Linked DNA regions of Callithrix jacchus: region 2 is linked to region 1. A link is a contact called in public Hi-C data. All regions are on one chromosome and are shown on one strand. The core of a region is the stretch at or near the end of the contact, and the rest is flanking DNA. Distances in the headings are between cores, read along the strand shown.

Region 1 (3,803 bases), core at 424-2,923:
TCTTCCGCTTTCTCCTACATTCTGTAAGCTCATTCATGTTCCTCTAATCAATTTCCTTTCTGCTTAAGTTAGCCAAATCTGGATCTCACGGAGGCACCAAATTTCCTAAGTGATCCTCTTCAGCATCATCGTCACTGAAGCATCTTTGCTGGTATTTATTGAGCACTTGCTATAAATAGCAAGGTCCAGTGAGAAGCACCTTACTTACGGCAGAGATTCTCAACCAGGGGGTGATTTTGCCCCGGAGAGAACGTTTGGCAATGTCTGGAGGTATGTGTGACTGTCACAACTCAGGGCAGGGGGCGCTGCTGGCATCTAGCAGGTATCGAGGCCAGGGATGCTGCTAAGGGACACCATCACAACCAGGACAGCCCACACCTAGGAGTTATTTGGCACCAAATGTCAGTAGAACAGAGACTGAGACTCCTAACCAATCCTGGGGTATTTCACAAAGAAGCAGCCAGTCCGGAATGCCCACAGGGCCCAGATTGAGAACCCTTGCCTTGCACAGTTAGGTAGTGAATGACCAGAAGCACCTGCCGTGTGCCTGTCCATGCTGAACAGTAGAGGGGCTGAGGGCCCAGCCTTAGCCCCTGGGAACTCGAGCCCATTTTAATCCTTTAGGTTATTCCACTTTCTCTCTTCCTTGTTCCAAAAGGAGCTTGAGGCAGCCAGAACCAGTGATCGTTGATCATATTGCCCATGAGTGAGAAAAGAAACTAGTGACACCTGAGCTCCATTGAGGAAGAAATGCCTCCTCCAGCTCTGGATATTCGAAGGGGCTCCCCATAAGACAATTTCGCATGGGGCCATGATAGTGTGGACAGTAAGATGGTGAGAGGTATATTCAGAAGGGTCAGGCATTTGTCAGGATTTCTTGTAGCTGCAGGCAATGGAAACCCAATCCAAGGTGGGTTTTAAAAAGGGAGAATGAGAGAGCCAGTCCTGCTTCAGATACAGCTGGATCCAGGAGCCCTGATGATGATTTTTGTCAGGGGGCTGTCTGTGCGTCTTGGCTCTGCTTTGCCCCATGTCACTGGCATTCTCAGGTGGTCTCTCCTCTCAGGGCCTTGGCTGCTCCAAGCTGACATCCTACAGTGAGCTCAGCCACCTCAAGGCGGCAATGTCTTTTCTATTTCAAAGTCACGGGATTAATCTCTTGGCCCTGATGGGATCATGTGCTCACCCCTGAACCAATCCCTGTGGTGAGGGGCCTGGGGTTTTCTGATTGGCCAGGCCTGCAGCCCTGAGTCATCCCTGGGGACGGATGGGGTCAACCTCCCTGATTCACGAAACCAAGGGGGTGGAGGCACCATAGGGAAAACTCAACATGGTTTCCAGAAGGAGGGGGACATGTGCTGGGTGGCCCGAGACGCACGCAAATGCAGCATTCTCACCAACTCAGCCAACAAACCTAACCAGGACCTGCTTTGAGGCTGGCACCAAGCCCAGAAATGAAGCTGGCACCTTCCTGCCCTCTGAGAGGAAGGGAAGATATAAATAAGTGTAACTCAAAGCACTGTGTGATGTGTCCCAAAAGAAAGAAGCAAATAAAAGGCTACAGACACAAGAGGTGGGCTGAGAAAGGGCTCTGGGCTGGCAGGAAAGGCTTGAGCAGGAGTAAGGAGGGGGAGGCCAGGGTGTGTTTGAAAAACCAGGGGTCATCCTAGTGGCTGGCTATGTGGGGAACGAGGCTCCAGAGGGCAGTCAGGGTAGACAGAGCAGGACCAGGCTCACCCAGCCGGGACATTTGGACTTTCGGCAGCTCACGGCGGGGAGCCACTGATGGTTTTAGAGCAGAGCAGAAGCAGGATCTGGAGTTGTGCTTTCTGAAGATGAACTCAGCAGTTGTAGAAGGGGAAGTGCTGGGACAGGGAGAGACTGAGAAGGACAATCGAGCAGCTGTCACAACTGTCCCAGGACAGGTACTGGGTATCAGAACCAGGGTAAAGATAGGGCAGATGTCTTTTCATTGTACCCGAGGGCTGGGCACATAGTAGGTGCTCAATAAATGTGGGGTAGAGAGAGGAATGGGAGAAGGGGCCTGAACCCTGGCAGCTGCAGGAGGGGAGGGCCGATACCAAGGTTATCCAGTTATGCTGAGCAAAGCCTCCACACCACCATGGGTCCTCGAGGAAGCCATGGCCACCCTGGCCAGCCCCCCCAGCCTGCTTCTCCTGTGCAGCCTCTGGCAACCACAGCATGCCCCAGCCAGGGATGGGAGTCTGGGAGAAAAGCAGGAAGGAAGTGAGAGGTCAGAACAGGTTGTCTCTGCCTGGGCATGGACTCCCCCTGCAGCTCCTGACTCTTCTCAGGAAACCAGGATGCCAGGTGCCAATGGGTGCCCAGAAGCAATGACCAGGCAGCTGGACACAATGCCTTCAAAGGTCAGCACACCACTGGATGGTCTCTGAGGCCTAGGCCCCTCCTCTCATTCTTTCTTAGAAAGAATTATACTCAGGAAGCTGCTTTCTCAACAGACCCGCTGGGCTTCCTAAATATTCACCAACAACTCATTGGCAGGACATTTTTGCCAGAGCTGCCAACTGGACTTACCGACAGAGGCACTGGGCTATGGGGCAGTGGGTGGTCAGGGGAAATATACAGGGGGAAAGTCCTGAGAGAGCAGAGACCATTGAGCCTCTGGCTCAACTGTGGTCAGGTGGGTGAAACCAAGTCCCTATCCCTCATGAGGCATGAAACCACCAGCTCATAGCACCTGCCGGCCTCCGTATTTTCAGAGACCAAAGGTCAGAGATGTCTGGCCCAGAGTGGGCTGCGCAGATCCTGAAGGCAAGAAGGACGTGCAGAAAAGGGGATGGGACCCCCCACGCCTAATCGGGATTGACTGGGCTTTCATGCTTACAAATGCCCACTCCCCACTTAATGACAAGAGCAAACACCTCTACCCCACCCACTATGCACCAGACCATGTTCCCATATGTCACATGTGTTACCTGGTTCCTGCAGTAAAAACGTGCTGAGCAGCAGCTGTGTGCAGGATCCTGTTCTAGACACTACTCACGAACAAAATACCCAAAAGGCCATGGGATTGACACTCCAGGGTCATCGGAAGTAAACACAGGGTGTACTATGCTAGAAGGTGATGAGTGTTTTGGAGAAAAATAAAGCGCAGCTGGGAGATGTGGCTGCCACAGTGGGACCCAGTGGCACAGCACTTTGGAGGTAATGATGACCAACCACTCCTGTTTGGCAAATGAGGACGCTGGGGCATAGAGAGGCTAAGTGACTTGCCCAAGGTCGCAGAGCTACCGAGGCAGGATTCGAACTCGAGTCATCTGGCTCCTGAGTCCTGGCTCCTGATAAGGACTCCAGGTTCTCTGACTTTAGCACAGCTGTCACCAGGGCCTCAAGATGGGGAAGGCCTTGCAGAGGGGCAGGCAACCATGGAGGAGGTTGAGAGTCGTTTTAGGATCGGACCAGCTCCCAGACTGCAGGCCTTGCAATAGGAGGCATTTCTCCTCCCTGAGCCTCAGTTTCCACCTCTGCAAAATGGGGAAGCTTCAACCACTGGCACGGAGTGGGGGTTCCTTGAGGTGGTGCCGTGGAACTGCTTCCTAACACTGGCCACAGCCACCCCCAGCACCTCTCAGGCTTGCCCTACAACCAATTTTTCACCCACAGCCAAAGGCGTCACCATGAAACACACCAGGTCATGGTCCCAACAGATCCCCCCATGGCTGCACCTCACCTCTGACCCTGGCCTGCGGGTGGCCCCTGGTTTCCTCTCACCTCCCCTCACTCCCAACCTCCTAGCTGCTCCTGTGGATCTGCCAGCTCCG
Region 2 (3,392 bases), core at 820-3,319, 110 kb before region 1:
AAAACCACAGTAAACAGTCTGTTTCTTTCCTTCCCCCAAGCCAGGGCATTGGACTGTGTGTGCGCTGCACGGTTGTAAATTGCATGGTTGTAAATCATTGTCACGGTTCCACTCTTTACTGTTGTGTTTTAAAAAATTTTTCCATCACAGATGATCCTCCACTTCCAATGGTTTGTTTTAGGATTTTTCTGACTTTACGATGCTACGAAAGAGGTACGCATTTGGTAGAAATCATACTTGGAGCAGGGCATGGTGGCTCATGCCTGTAACTCCAGCACTTTGGGAGGCCGAGGCGGGTGGATCACCTGAGGCCGGGAGTTTGAGACCAGTCTGACCAACATGGAGAAACCCCATGTCTACTAAAAATACAAAATTAGCCAGGTGTGGTGGCACATGCCTGTAATCCCAGCTACTTGGGAGGCTGAGGCAGGAGGATCACTTGAACCTGGGAGGTGGAGGTTGCGGTGAGCTGAGATCGCAACATTACACTCCAGCCTGAGTGACAGAGCAAGACTCTGTCTCAAAAAAAAAAAAAAAAAATCATACTTTGAATTTTAATCTTTTCTCAGGCTAGCGATATGGAGTATAATAATTTTACATGAAATATTGGACACTTTATTATAAAAGAGGCTTTATGTTAAATAATTTTGCCCAATGTGGGCGAGTGTAAAGGTTTCAAGCACCTTTAAGGCAGGCGAGGTGAGGCTATGCTGATGTTCAGTGGGTTAGGTGTGCCACATGCACTTTGGACTTAATGATATTTTCAACTTACAGTGGGTTTACCAGGCTGTAGCCCTATTCCGAGTTGAGGAGCATCTGAATTACCTAAGCCTTTCCCCTCATTGCTCATTTTCTTTCTTTTTCTTTTCTTTTTTTTTTTAGAGATGGGGTTTCACCATTTTGGCCGAGCTGGTCTTGAACTCCTGACCTTGTGATCCACCCACCTCGGCCTCCCAAAGTGCTGGGATTACAGGCGTGAGCCACTGCGCCCGGCCATTGCTCATTTTCATAAACATATTTGAAAGGCGGCACTGATTCAGTGTGCAAATGTAAAGTGAGCACCTGCTATGTTGTGTGAGAGAGAGAAGGTGTGATGGCACAGCCAACATTTACTGAGTGCGAACTCTGCACCAGAGGCCATTCTAAGTACTTGTATTAGATTGCTGCTTCCTCACAACCACCCTCTGAGGTAGGTGCCATCACTATGCCCTTTTTCCAGTTGGGAAAACTGAGGCCCAACGTTGCACAGCTAAGAGGTGGAGCTAGCTTTCAAATCCAGCAGGGTCAGCCACAGAGCTGGGTTCTGGCCATGCTGAGCTATCATGGGCCACCAGGAAACAAGTGACCCCAATCCAGAGTGACTGAAGCAGGGACGAGGAATGTACAGGAGCCTGTGACAGCCCCAAGACCATCCAGGGGCATCAAAGAAGCCTTCCTGGAGGAGGAGGTGACATCTCAGCTGAGAGCCTGAAGGTTGAGTGGGAGCTGGGAGCTGAGGGTGCTGCCAGCAGAGGGAGCAGCTATGCAGGGACCCCAGGTAGACATGGGTACCATGTGTTGCTAAGCTAGCACCTTTGGCCCTGCTGGTAGAGGTGGGCAGGGAGGCTCATGCAGAGGCCATGGGTCTCAGGAGCCCTGAGAAACCCTGGGAGGCCTCAAAGAGTTTTAAGCTGGGCCGAGGCATGACTGGGAGGTTCTCCCTCCAGGCTGAGCGGTGCCCCTACTCTACCCCAGCAGCCTGGCTGTTCCCCACTGTGACCCCTGGCACCCTGGGCAGTTCTTTTCTGTTTATCTTCTCTCTGCCCTCCTCGACCGAAGAAAGTTCTAGAGGGTGGGAATCCAAACTGATTTGTTCACTTCTGTGGCCTAGATCAGTGCAGGGCAGGTACAGTTCCCGGCCTGAGATGACTGGCATCACTGGGTGACACTGTGGAGACGGTGCCAGTGCTGTCTGCCCCGGCCTTGGGGACAGGAACCCTCCTGTGACCCTTGGCTCCTAGGGGCTCCACAGGATGTGTCTTCGGGTTTGCCAGGACTTTGCTCCAACCTGCCTGTGGCCTCCTGTTTGGTTGAGGAGAGGCCCAGTGGAGTAGGTCTGTGTAGAGCCAGCTTCCCACTGCCTTCCGGTTCCCAAATCCTGGGGAGCCCAGCAAAATTCAGCTTCCTCCTCCAGCCACACCGCCTGTCCCCACAGCTGGAGACAGGAGAGGCTTAGGGCCGTGGCCCCTCCTGTGCTGGGCTGAGGGCCCCAGGGTCACTGTTTACCCCAGGCCCCCTCAGCCAAGCCTATCTTATCAGCTCAAACACTTCAGAGTTCCAGGCCAAGAAGCCAAAGTCAACTTTGAAAAAGTCTTTAAAAGGCCAAAACACAAGCAGCAGCAAGGGTGGGGCGGGCGGAGGGGGTGAAGATGAGGTTGGGGAGAGTAAGCTCTGGGGCCACTTTACCAGACTCAAAAGGACTCAGTGATTTTCCTGGGCCAAAAGGTGCTGGCAAGGACCATCACTGCAGTGCTGTCTGCAGACACGAAAGCCTGGAGCTGTCTGAGGCGTCCATCGGTGGGGGAACGGAAAATAAAGACGGTATTCTATAGCTTTTAAAAAGAATGACTGTAGTCACAGCCCCTCGGGAGGTTGAGGTGGGAGGATTGCTTGAACCCCGGAGTTAGAGGCTGCAGTGATCCAAGATCGTGCCACTGCACTCCAGCCTGCATGACAGAGCAAGATCTGTCACCTGATTCTGATCACCTGAGATCAGGAGTTTGAGACCAGCCTGGCCAACACGGTGAAACCCAGTTTCTACTAAAAGCACAAAAATTAGCCAGGTGTGGTGGTGGACAGCTACTTGGAGGCTGAGGCAGGGGAATTGCTTGAACCCAGGAGGCAGAGGTTGCAGTGAGCCGAGATTGTGCCACTGCACTCCAGCCTGGGTGACAAGAGCTAAACTTCATCTCAAAAGAAGAGAGAGAGAGAGAGAGAGACAGAGAGAGAGAGAGAGAGAGAGAGAGAGAGAGAGAGACAGAGAGAGAGAGAGAGAGAGAGAGAGAGAGAGAGAGAGAGACCAGTTACCCTCTGAGCTCTTGATACATCCACCTTTCTGTACAACTAAAACACACACATACGATGTGAGATATGGAAACAGCTCCAAGATCAATTATAAAGAAGAGAAAAGAAAAAGCAAAGATATAAAGCAGCGTATAACTAGACCCTTTCTGTGTAAACAGGAAAGGTGAGGAAATAGCCCCGCATGACGGCTTCCGCACGGAGCATTTCCGGAAGCATTTACTACGTACCTGGAAACATGAACTGGCTCTAGGGCAGGAGTCAGAGGGAGACAGACTCCTCCTTCTACGCTCTTTGTACCTTTTGACCATCTTAAAACCATGTTGGCTGGC

Evidence for each region. A called contact is a pair of places that touch in the nucleus more often than the background predicts.
Region 2: a Hi-C map of induced pluripotent stem cells shows a contact between it and region 1, with 3 times the contacts expected there. The contact joins two enhancer-like sites. A contact is called at or near these places in 2 of 3 Hi-C or Micro-C datasets (induced pluripotent stem cells and skeletal muscle).

Annotation. Positions count from the first base shown.
Region 1 is chr5:45,883,126-45,886,928 of calJac240_pri, reverse strand. No RefSeq gene overlaps it. Among named protein-coding and RNA genes, the nearest start is that of CEBPB, 160 kb to the right of the region's middle. Within about 2 kb of position 1,673, at least 2 of the 16 cell types and tissues checked have an H3K27ac peak or open chromatin away from gene starts, as enhancers often do. A contact at or near this core is called in skeletal muscle, where this site is marked.
Region 2 is chr5:45,993,903-45,997,294 of calJac240_pri, reverse strand. No RefSeq gene overlaps it. Among named protein-coding and RNA genes, the nearest start is that of PTPN1, 53 kb to the left of the region's middle. Within about 2 kb of position 2,069, at least 6 of the 16 cell types and tissues checked have an H3K27ac peak or open chromatin away from gene starts, as enhancers often do. A contact at or near this core is called in skeletal muscle, where this site is marked.